Linked DNA regions of Mus musculus: region 1 is linked to region 2. A link is a contact called in public promoter capture Hi-C data. All regions are on one chromosome and are shown on one strand. The core of a region is the stretch at or near the end of the contact, and the rest is flanking DNA. Distances in the headings are between cores, read along the strand shown. Region 1 overlaps Slc20a2 (solute carrier family 20, member 2). Region 2 holds the start of Ckap2 (cytoskeleton associated protein 2).

Region 1 (3,908 bases), core at 1,241-3,740, 360 kb before region 2:
ACGCGCACACACACACACACACACACACACACACACACACACACGCACGCACTTGTGCACACACTTTCATAAATGGAGTGAAACCCCCTGGTCAGAACTTTTTAGGGGCACCATCACATAAACACTATAGTGAAGTGATGCTGGCGGCAGAAGCGGTGATCGGCCGGGGTGCTTCACGCCTGTGGAACCAGTTCCTCAGGAGGATCATTTAATCACAGAAATTCTGGGCAACATAGCAAGATCCTGCCTCAAAAGAGGAAGACGAGAAAGCGCCCAGAGTTACGGACCCTGAACTGTCACATGAGGCCCTGTGGAAACACAGACTGCAGAGGACCGGGCTCAGCGCTACACCAGACAATCTGCTTCTGATGTCACCACATGCGATGCGGATGCAGCCAGCCTGTGGCCCTCACTCTGACTTGGAAGTGGTATGTCCCTGTGCGGTATTCTTTTTCTGCTCAATACTATTGCTTCCTAGTTTTTCCAAATGTCAGGAGACAGCCGTGATTTTATCATAAACCTTCCAGTGTTTACATCCACCTGTCTTCCTGCTCTCTTACCTATCATTTTACTACACATGTTCTGAATGTTGCCCAAGAGGACCATCTTGCTGGTACAGCGAATCATTCTGGGGGAACGAAACTATATGGTGGTGACGCATTACAGATACTGTGGATGCTTCACAATTGTGAGTAATAGATCACAGGAATCCATGGAGCGGATCTTTAGATGGATCTATCAGAGCCATCCCTCAGTATTAGTTAATTTGACCAGCAAAGCGAAGGACCAGAACTCCCACTAGGCTCCTAGTCTAGGACCTAATGTCTCAGTTATGACATTTGCTGATTGATATGTATGACAGCTTAAGCAACCTGGCACGTGTGGAATATAACAAACTCTTTCTCTAAATTCTCTTAAATATGTCTTCTAATAATTTTGATGGCCTATCTCTATATTTACTACATGCTGAGTGTTACTACATCATTGGAAATATTAAGAGTCTATACAGGTCTGCAGATTATTATTCTGTAGTCCCAGTACCAACCAGAGCTGGTACCTGGGGTGGGCAACTGTTCTGGCAAGAATATACCCGGAGGCCTGGTGTAGTGGCACACACCTTTGATCCCAGCACTTGGGAGGCCAGCCCAGTATATATAGTGAGTTTCAGGACAACCAGGGATATGTAGAGATAACCTGTCTCCAAAAACCAAAACCCCAAACAAACTAACAGGAAAAGTACCCATGACTAGGTAAGGACACTGCAGTCCGCTTCGTGAGGGGACACATATGGAGCAGGGCATGGCCCCCAGTACCTACAATGTGATAGACAGCAAATCGTGTGATATCCTGTCTTCTAAGTTTCCCTACATTTGTAGGAAAATACTCTCACTTCAGGTTTTTATAGGACTCACTTACACGCAAGAGAAGTGGGTGCTCGTGACTCCAAAGGACCAGACACACGCAGAGACATTTTTTGACATTAATTATTGTATTGCCAGGCTTTCCTGGACCTGGTGACTCAAGCAACATTTTGGCCTCAGTCGCCCAAGTGCAGGGACTACAGGTACACACATCTCTTTCTCCCCATCCCACACCTAAGCCAGGATGGGAAAGCAGGAGCAATCATCACCAGACCCTGGGAGTCTGCGGCTTGCAGCGGTAGACCACTTCTGACCCGCCTCTCCCATCCTGGACAACCGGACATTCCTCCTGACCACCCCCATGGCTCGAGAACAAGCTCTAAGACTCCAAGGCTGTCAGCTGGCTGCTGGGACAACATAGTGGGTAATGGCTGAGTGGAATTTAACTCGAAAGCCTGTTGTTTTTTGCAATTTATGTATCTTCTTGGTATTTAAAACAAGGAAAAACATTTATTATTATTATTATAATTATTCTACTATACCATAATGACTGTGAACAATGCCTTTTACTATTAGCCAATACCAGGACTTGCTCCACAGCTAGTCAATGCTGTTCAGTTACAATACCTTCCTGTGCACTTAGGATTCCATGGCGGGTTCTTACCTGGCGCTCCTGTGTACATGATGGAAAAGACATTTATTGCTATGGTAGCAGCATAAAACAGAGGCAGTGCCTGGAGACCGTTTGGAACAGGGTCCTCCTGTGTAACAATGAGTAAAGTGGAGGTCAGCAGGTGAGCATCTGGTAGCAACACAACCCTCATGATGCGAGTCCCAGTTATGGGGAAGCAGTGTGGCGTTCGTTCTGCTGCAGTGAGCCGCTGCTCCGGCCCAGGCACCTTCTACACAGGTGCAGGTTCAGCAAGCCCACGTGTGCGGCCAGCATGAGAGTGCTAGGGTCACCTGAGCTGACATCACACACAGAGACAGAAAGCTGTTTGGGAGGCCCATGTCTGAGGCCCCAAGCACAGTGTTTGGCCATGACTTCTTCCAAACCGATATAGTGCCTTCTTCACAGGGATGCAGTGCCCACGTAGGCCAGAAGAGGGCGTTAGAACCCTGAGACTGGAGTTCCATGTGGATGCTGGGAACTGAACTTGCATCATCTGCAAGAACAGCAAGAGCTCCTACCCGCTGAGCCATCTGTCTAGCCTCTAGAAATGCAGATCTATAGAACATTTTTAAAGGAATAATGTAGGCTAGAAACACATCAAAGCTGTACTACTGCATAGTTGCTACTTAAGTGACTGATCTCTAAAATATACCCTGATGCATGTGGGTGAATAGGCCACCTGTCAAGATCAAAGGAAAAGAAGATGTAACCCCTCCCCCCCAGATGAACTGTGTGGTAAGAGAAGGTGAAGGCTACTTCAGAGTTGTAACCACAGGAAGGATGCTGGCGGAGTAGGCACAGCTCAGCAAGATCTTCTGGAATGCCTCAAGTCCCCACAGGCACTGGTCCAAAGACTTGTGTTGAAGGTAGTGAAGCGCAAAGAATGTAAAAGAGGGACTGAAAAGGTTCCTGCTGTGTGTGAGCTCTGCCCAGACCAGGCAGGGAGGTGGTGGTGGTGGGGGGGGCACACAGGAAAGCAAATAAAAGACTGAGCTGGAGAAGGGGGTGACAAGCTAGCATGCCACCTGAGATGCACCACACAAAGAGTCCCTGCTGGAATGAAACCAGAGGCCACGCAGGTGCCGCCTGTCACTGTCTTTAGATAAAAGCACTATTTTCTTGGGAACTAAGGCTGTCTAAGGAGGTAGACAGCCAGGAGACAAATGACTCCTTGAGACCACCCTCCCTTTCCTCCTCCTGTTCTTTTTTTCTTCTTCCTTCCAATCTATCCAGTTGGCATGTCACTCATCCAAACATCCAACATATCCTCTCCCTCTCCTCCCTCTCACTGATATTTTGTTTGTGTTGAGAACAGCACAGAGCATCTGGGTGAGCAAATAGGAAGGCTGAGGAGGAGTGGGATGTTTTAAACGTGCAGTCGGCAAGGCGGGGCGGTAGTGGCGGAAGCTGGCTCAGCCTGTGGATGGTGTTTGCAGAAAAACTGAGCTCTCTGCATTGAAACTGGGCTTGGGTCCATTTTGGGAGGAGTGGGGATTGGGTGAGGGGAGGTGAAGTTGGCTTGGATAGGGTGCAGTGGGCTGGGCTGGGCTGAGCTGAGGCTGTTTGGGCTGGGGTGGAAAGGGCTAGGGTGGTGGGCTATGGTTGGATAGGGTAGGGTGCACTTGGGTGGTGGTTGGGGTAATAGCCTGGGGTGGTGTGTGTTGTGTCTTGTGTGCCAGCAAGGTATTAATACCACAGTTCTGTTGAAGCATTATCTGTGGAGATTCTGAAAGGCCCATGAAAAGATAATTACGTTTAAAAAACCGTCTTTTAGAAGGAATTGATTTGAATCTTATCTCTCTTCAGAAAATGAGCATTTTCCTGTTCTTTTCTTTTTCCATTCTTTACAAACACACTTTTCAGGTCCAATAGAT
Region 2 (4,383 bases), core at 602-3,101:
AGGCAGCTTATTCCTCCCTTTGTCTCCTTTCTCCTTCTCTTGGTCTCTCCTGAGACCCCCCCTCACTGGGTCCCCACAACCTCCTGCCTTTCTCTCTCTACAACTCAATCACAGGCTCTAGTCTTTTATTAACTTTAAATTGGGGAGCAAGATTTACATAGCTTCTCTGGGTGTACAGTTAGGGGGCAACCAGACCCAGACCATCCTCCAGTTGTTCTCCCTCACTTAAACAAACAAACAAACAAACAAACAAACAAACAAAACAAGGCGTCTAACATGATGTCAGGTGTCCTAAGGTCTGAGGTGGGGGTTGGGATAGGGGCAAGGGGTGGCTATTTAATGGGTTACAGATAGCTCAAGATAGGTTGTATCTGGGCCCTGGTCCTGCAACATCCCAAGCTCTCCACAACCTTTGAGGTTCCAATCAGTTAATCAGTTTGAAGATGTAGCTTTTTTCCTAGAAATATGTTTCACACATGTCATTTTTCTGAGGGAGTACAGCAATGAACCACCACTGTTAGCATGTCTGGGTTTTATGTTGGTGACATGTTTAAATGATGGGCGTCAAAGGTTAAGGCAGCATGCCTAAAAAGACAAACATAGACAAATTGTTCAACAGGAGTTGGTTTTGTTAGCATTCTGTCTAAGCTCCGCCCCACAGTTACCTGGCAATAGCCAGGCTTGCCTGACTCACTATGAGAGGGGCTGCTTGCTACCTCTGCCCTCTTCCCTCCTTTGCTCTCTCTTGTCTTCTTGCTCCTGCTCTGTCCTCTCACCCCTACTCCCCCTTGTCTACATGTGCTCTCAGCCAGCCTCTATTCCTCAACTCTCTCTGCCTTTCTCTGTCTCTAATACCCTTTTAACTCCCTTCCCCATTCCCTGAGTAAACTCTATTCTATACTATACCCATGGGCCTGCGGGGGCACCCCATACCTGACTACACATCCACCAAAACATATTCCTTCTTTCCTTTATCTTTTTATAACACACAATAGGTTTAACTTCACAGAATTATATCCTGCCTTGAAAGAGCAGAGGGTTATATCCTCAGTTTTCTTTTTCTTCTGTCTCCTACACTTGTTTGCATTTCACAAATGCATATATAAATGCACAGAAAGGGCTGGGCATAGAGTTGTAATCTTAGCACTCAGGAGGTCAAGGAAGACTGCAAGTGAGTTCTAGGCCAGCCTGTGCTACGTAGCAAGATTTTCAATAAAATAACAGCACAAAGGTAGATCTCAACTTAAGATTTTGTTTGCAAAGTCGGGCAAGTGGTGGCACACGCCTTTAATCCCAGCATTTGGGAGACAGAGGCAGGTGGATTTCTGAGTTCGAGGCCAGCCTGGTCTACAGAGTGAGTCCCAGGGCAGCCAGTGCTATACAGAGAAACCCTGTCTTGAAAAACCGAAAAAAGAAAAAAAAAAAAAAAGGTTTTGTTTGCAAGCTGTGCAAACACGAGACACCTAACATCTGAGCTCATCATCTCGCTTGCGAGGTATAATCGCAACCTAATTCTGTTAAGCAGCTCCAAAGATCATTCGGGAACTTGTCCTCAGGGAAAGCAATGAGCCTTATCCCTAAGGAGCGCACCAGCATTTGACAGGTGCAGTCACTGCGGTCCTTTGGCTTCCTCTGGGCTGTGTCTGAAGACATGTCCTGACTTGTCAAGCCTGGTCCTGCTATATCCTGAGGATTCAACAAGCCCGCTCCAACGGCGTCATCCATCCAGTTGGGAGAGCTTTGTTCGATTTTGAAATTTCTCGCCGGCTGCCAAGTCTCTGGATTCTGGGACGGCCCCGCCCCTCGCCTGGGCCCCGCCCCTCCGCGCTCATTGGTCCGTTCAATCCACGCCGGCGCCGAGGCGCGCTCATTAAGCGATGGCAGAGTCCAGGAAACGCTTCCTTGGCAGGGCTGCGAGGAATCCCTTGCCGGTGACCCGGGACCTGCAGCTGCCCCCGACCAGGCGAGACCAGCCGGCCTTCCGAGGTGAGCGATGGCACGGGGCCTCGGCCGCTAACTCTCTCTGAGAGCCCAGGCCGCTGCCGAGGGTAGCGCGTGGCTCGGCTCCTGCCGGGGCCAGCGGTTTATCTTCGGGGTCTGAGGGCGGGGGCGGGGCTGCCCGGACCCCCGACTGCGCCTGCGCGCGCGCTCGCTAGCTCCCGGGTTCTCCTATCTCTGTGCTTGGAACGTGGAGGTGAGGCTGGGACTGTTTGCATGATGTCCTGGACGTTTTGGAAAAATGGAGTTGAATGGTCTGCAGCAAGAATGTGGAAAACTTATGTAAGTTGGTCAGAATTTGGCGACTGGTATCAGATCTCTCTACACAGTTGTTTCTGGAACCCTATATTGAAATGTGTTCCCTGCAATTTTCACTCGATTAGGACATTTGATGCTATTTATTTATTTATTTATTTATTTGGGAGGATGAACCTCAGAGCTTTGTATACGCTAGGCAAGTATTCTATCATTGAGCACAAGCTAGAGTCCTGAGAGGAGGGAACCTAAACTGAGAAGATGTTTCCACAAGATCAGGCAGGCTGTAGGCCAGCCTGTAGGGCATCTTCTTAATTAGAGATTGATGGGAGAGGGAGGGCCCCGCCCATTGTGGGCGGTGCCACCCCTGGGCTAGTGGTCTTGAGTGCTATTTAAAAACAAAAACAAACAAACCAGGCAGAGCAAGCCTTGTAGCTACACTTCTTCATGGCACCAAGTTCCTGCCCTAACTGCTTTTGATGATGAGCTAACTGTACTATGGAGATATTAGTAAATGAACCCATTCTTCCCCAAGTTGCCTTTGGTGAGAGTGTTTTCATCACAGTAATAGTAAGCCTAAAACAGCACCTTGCATGTAATTTCTGATTCATGGGATCATTTGTCTAAATTGAGAAATCTCCTATTGTGTTGTTATAGGAATAATCTCTTTTCCCAGGGAGGAGACACTCCACACCCTTAGTGGTTACTCTTTAAAGCTCTTTAGTAGAAGTTGTTCGCTCTGGCTAGCACCCAAGGAAGAGCCAGCCCTGAATACGAGACTTCATTGGCTTTTTAAACACTTTAGACTGGTGCTTTCTTGTCGCTTTGGTTTTTGTTGTTGTTTTGAGACAGGGTTTCTCTGTAGCTCTAGCTGCCTGGAACTTGATCTGTAGACCAGGCTGGCCTTGAACTCAAGAATGTCTGCCTCTGCTTCCTGGGGTAGGCTTGTGCATTTTACACTACTCTCATCCTTAAATCTCTTTTAGATCCCAGCCCCAGGTTACACTTTGAACAATTTAAACAGAAAAAAAAGGTCACTGGCAATAATTCTGACATCTTTGCTGTGTCGACCTCCCACCTGACCAAGTGGCCAGACTTAATGATAGTCCCGCATCTCTGGGAGGAGGCTTTCCTGGTCTGGTGTGCAAGCCAGGAGACAGGAGCAGTAGACTCTGGCGAGTCTTATCCTTATTTGGTAATGAGGTTATTGTGCAGCTTACTGTGACCACTCTCACAGGAGGTCCCATCAAACCTGACGTGCAAGTGTCTGGTCAGCTTAACCCATTTTACTTACCTGAACATTTAATTCTCCCTAACCAGTTTGCTTGGTTTTTAAATGTACCTATTTTGAACAGTATTTTATATTAAACTGCCTTTGCATTGCCCATTCAAGTTTAATTTTGAAAATATATTACAGAAGATTGTATAATGTGGGATATAAATTGGTCTCTCCCTCCCATCTTGTCTCTGTAAATGAATTATATTTGTACTTAGTGTGACTACAAACACAATTCTGGACACATAAAATATATGTTTAATTACTTTCTTATTTTTTATTTTACTTTGAGACAGCCTTTCTACATAGCCCTGAATGTCCTAATCCACTATGCAGATCAGGCTCGCCTTGAATTTACAAACCTCCACCTGCCTCTGCCCCCAGCACTATGATTAAAGACATACGTTATCACCCCAGATTACCTTTGTTTTAACAGTTTATAATACATTGGCAACTCTCACAAGATTAGGGTTTTGTAAGCTAAGGTGATTTATCTCTGGTAAGATTTCTGAGCCTTAAAAATAACAGTTTCTGGCCGGGCGGTGGTGGCGCACGCCTTTAATCCCAGCACTTGGAGGCAGAGGCAGGCAGATTTCTGAGTTCGAGGCCAGCCTGGTCTACAGAGTGAGTTTCAGGACAGCCAGAGCTACACAGAGAAACCCTGTCTCGAAAAACAAACAAACAAACAAACAAACAAACAAACAAAAGACAGTTTCTGAACTGAAGCTCTTTTAAATACTAAGGTAATACACTTTATATGATAAGTTCAGTCCATGGAGAAACTGGGAACTTCATTATCCTGTATAGTATAGTTTTACAAAGTCTAAGTCAATTTGTAAGATCTTTTATATCAA

Evidence for each region. Promoter capture Hi-C pulls out the DNA fragments that hold promoters and counts their contacts.
Region 1: a promoter capture Hi-C map of embryonic stem cells shows a contact between it and region 2. The contact joins the enhancer-like site here to the promoter of Ckap2 in region 2. A contact is called at or near these places in 3 of 39 promoter capture datasets (the 3T3-L1 cell line, embryonic stem cells and liver), 1 of 484 Hi-C or Micro-C datasets (the C2C12 cell line) and 4 of 115 datasets of contacts at active chromatin or transcription factors (embryonic stem cells, memory CD8 T cells and stem cell-derived neural progenitor cells).

The regions. Positions count from the first base shown.
Region 1 is chr8:22,543,718-22,547,625 of GRCm38.p6, reverse strand. It overlaps Slc20a2 (solute carrier family 20, member 2), which reads right to left. Exons shown (of 11, transcript NM_011394.3): 5 at 2,026-2,122. Among named protein-coding and RNA genes, the nearest start is that of Vdac3, 48 kb to the left of the region's middle. Within about 2 kb of position 2,490, at least 43 of the 459 cell types and tissues checked have an H3K27ac peak or open chromatin away from gene starts, as enhancers often do. A contact at or near this core is called in embryonic stem cells and memory CD8 T cells, where this site is marked.
Region 2 is chr8:22,183,287-22,187,669 of GRCm38.p6, reverse strand. It overlaps Ckap2 (cytoskeleton associated protein 2), which reads left to right and starts at 1,851. Exons shown (of 9, transcript NM_001004140.2): 1 at 1,851-1,986. The coding sequence starts at 1,878. It overlaps Gm29878 (a long non-coding RNA gene), which reads right to left and starts at 1,642. Exons shown (of 2, transcript XR_378798.3): 1 at 1,591-1,642; 2 at 518-585.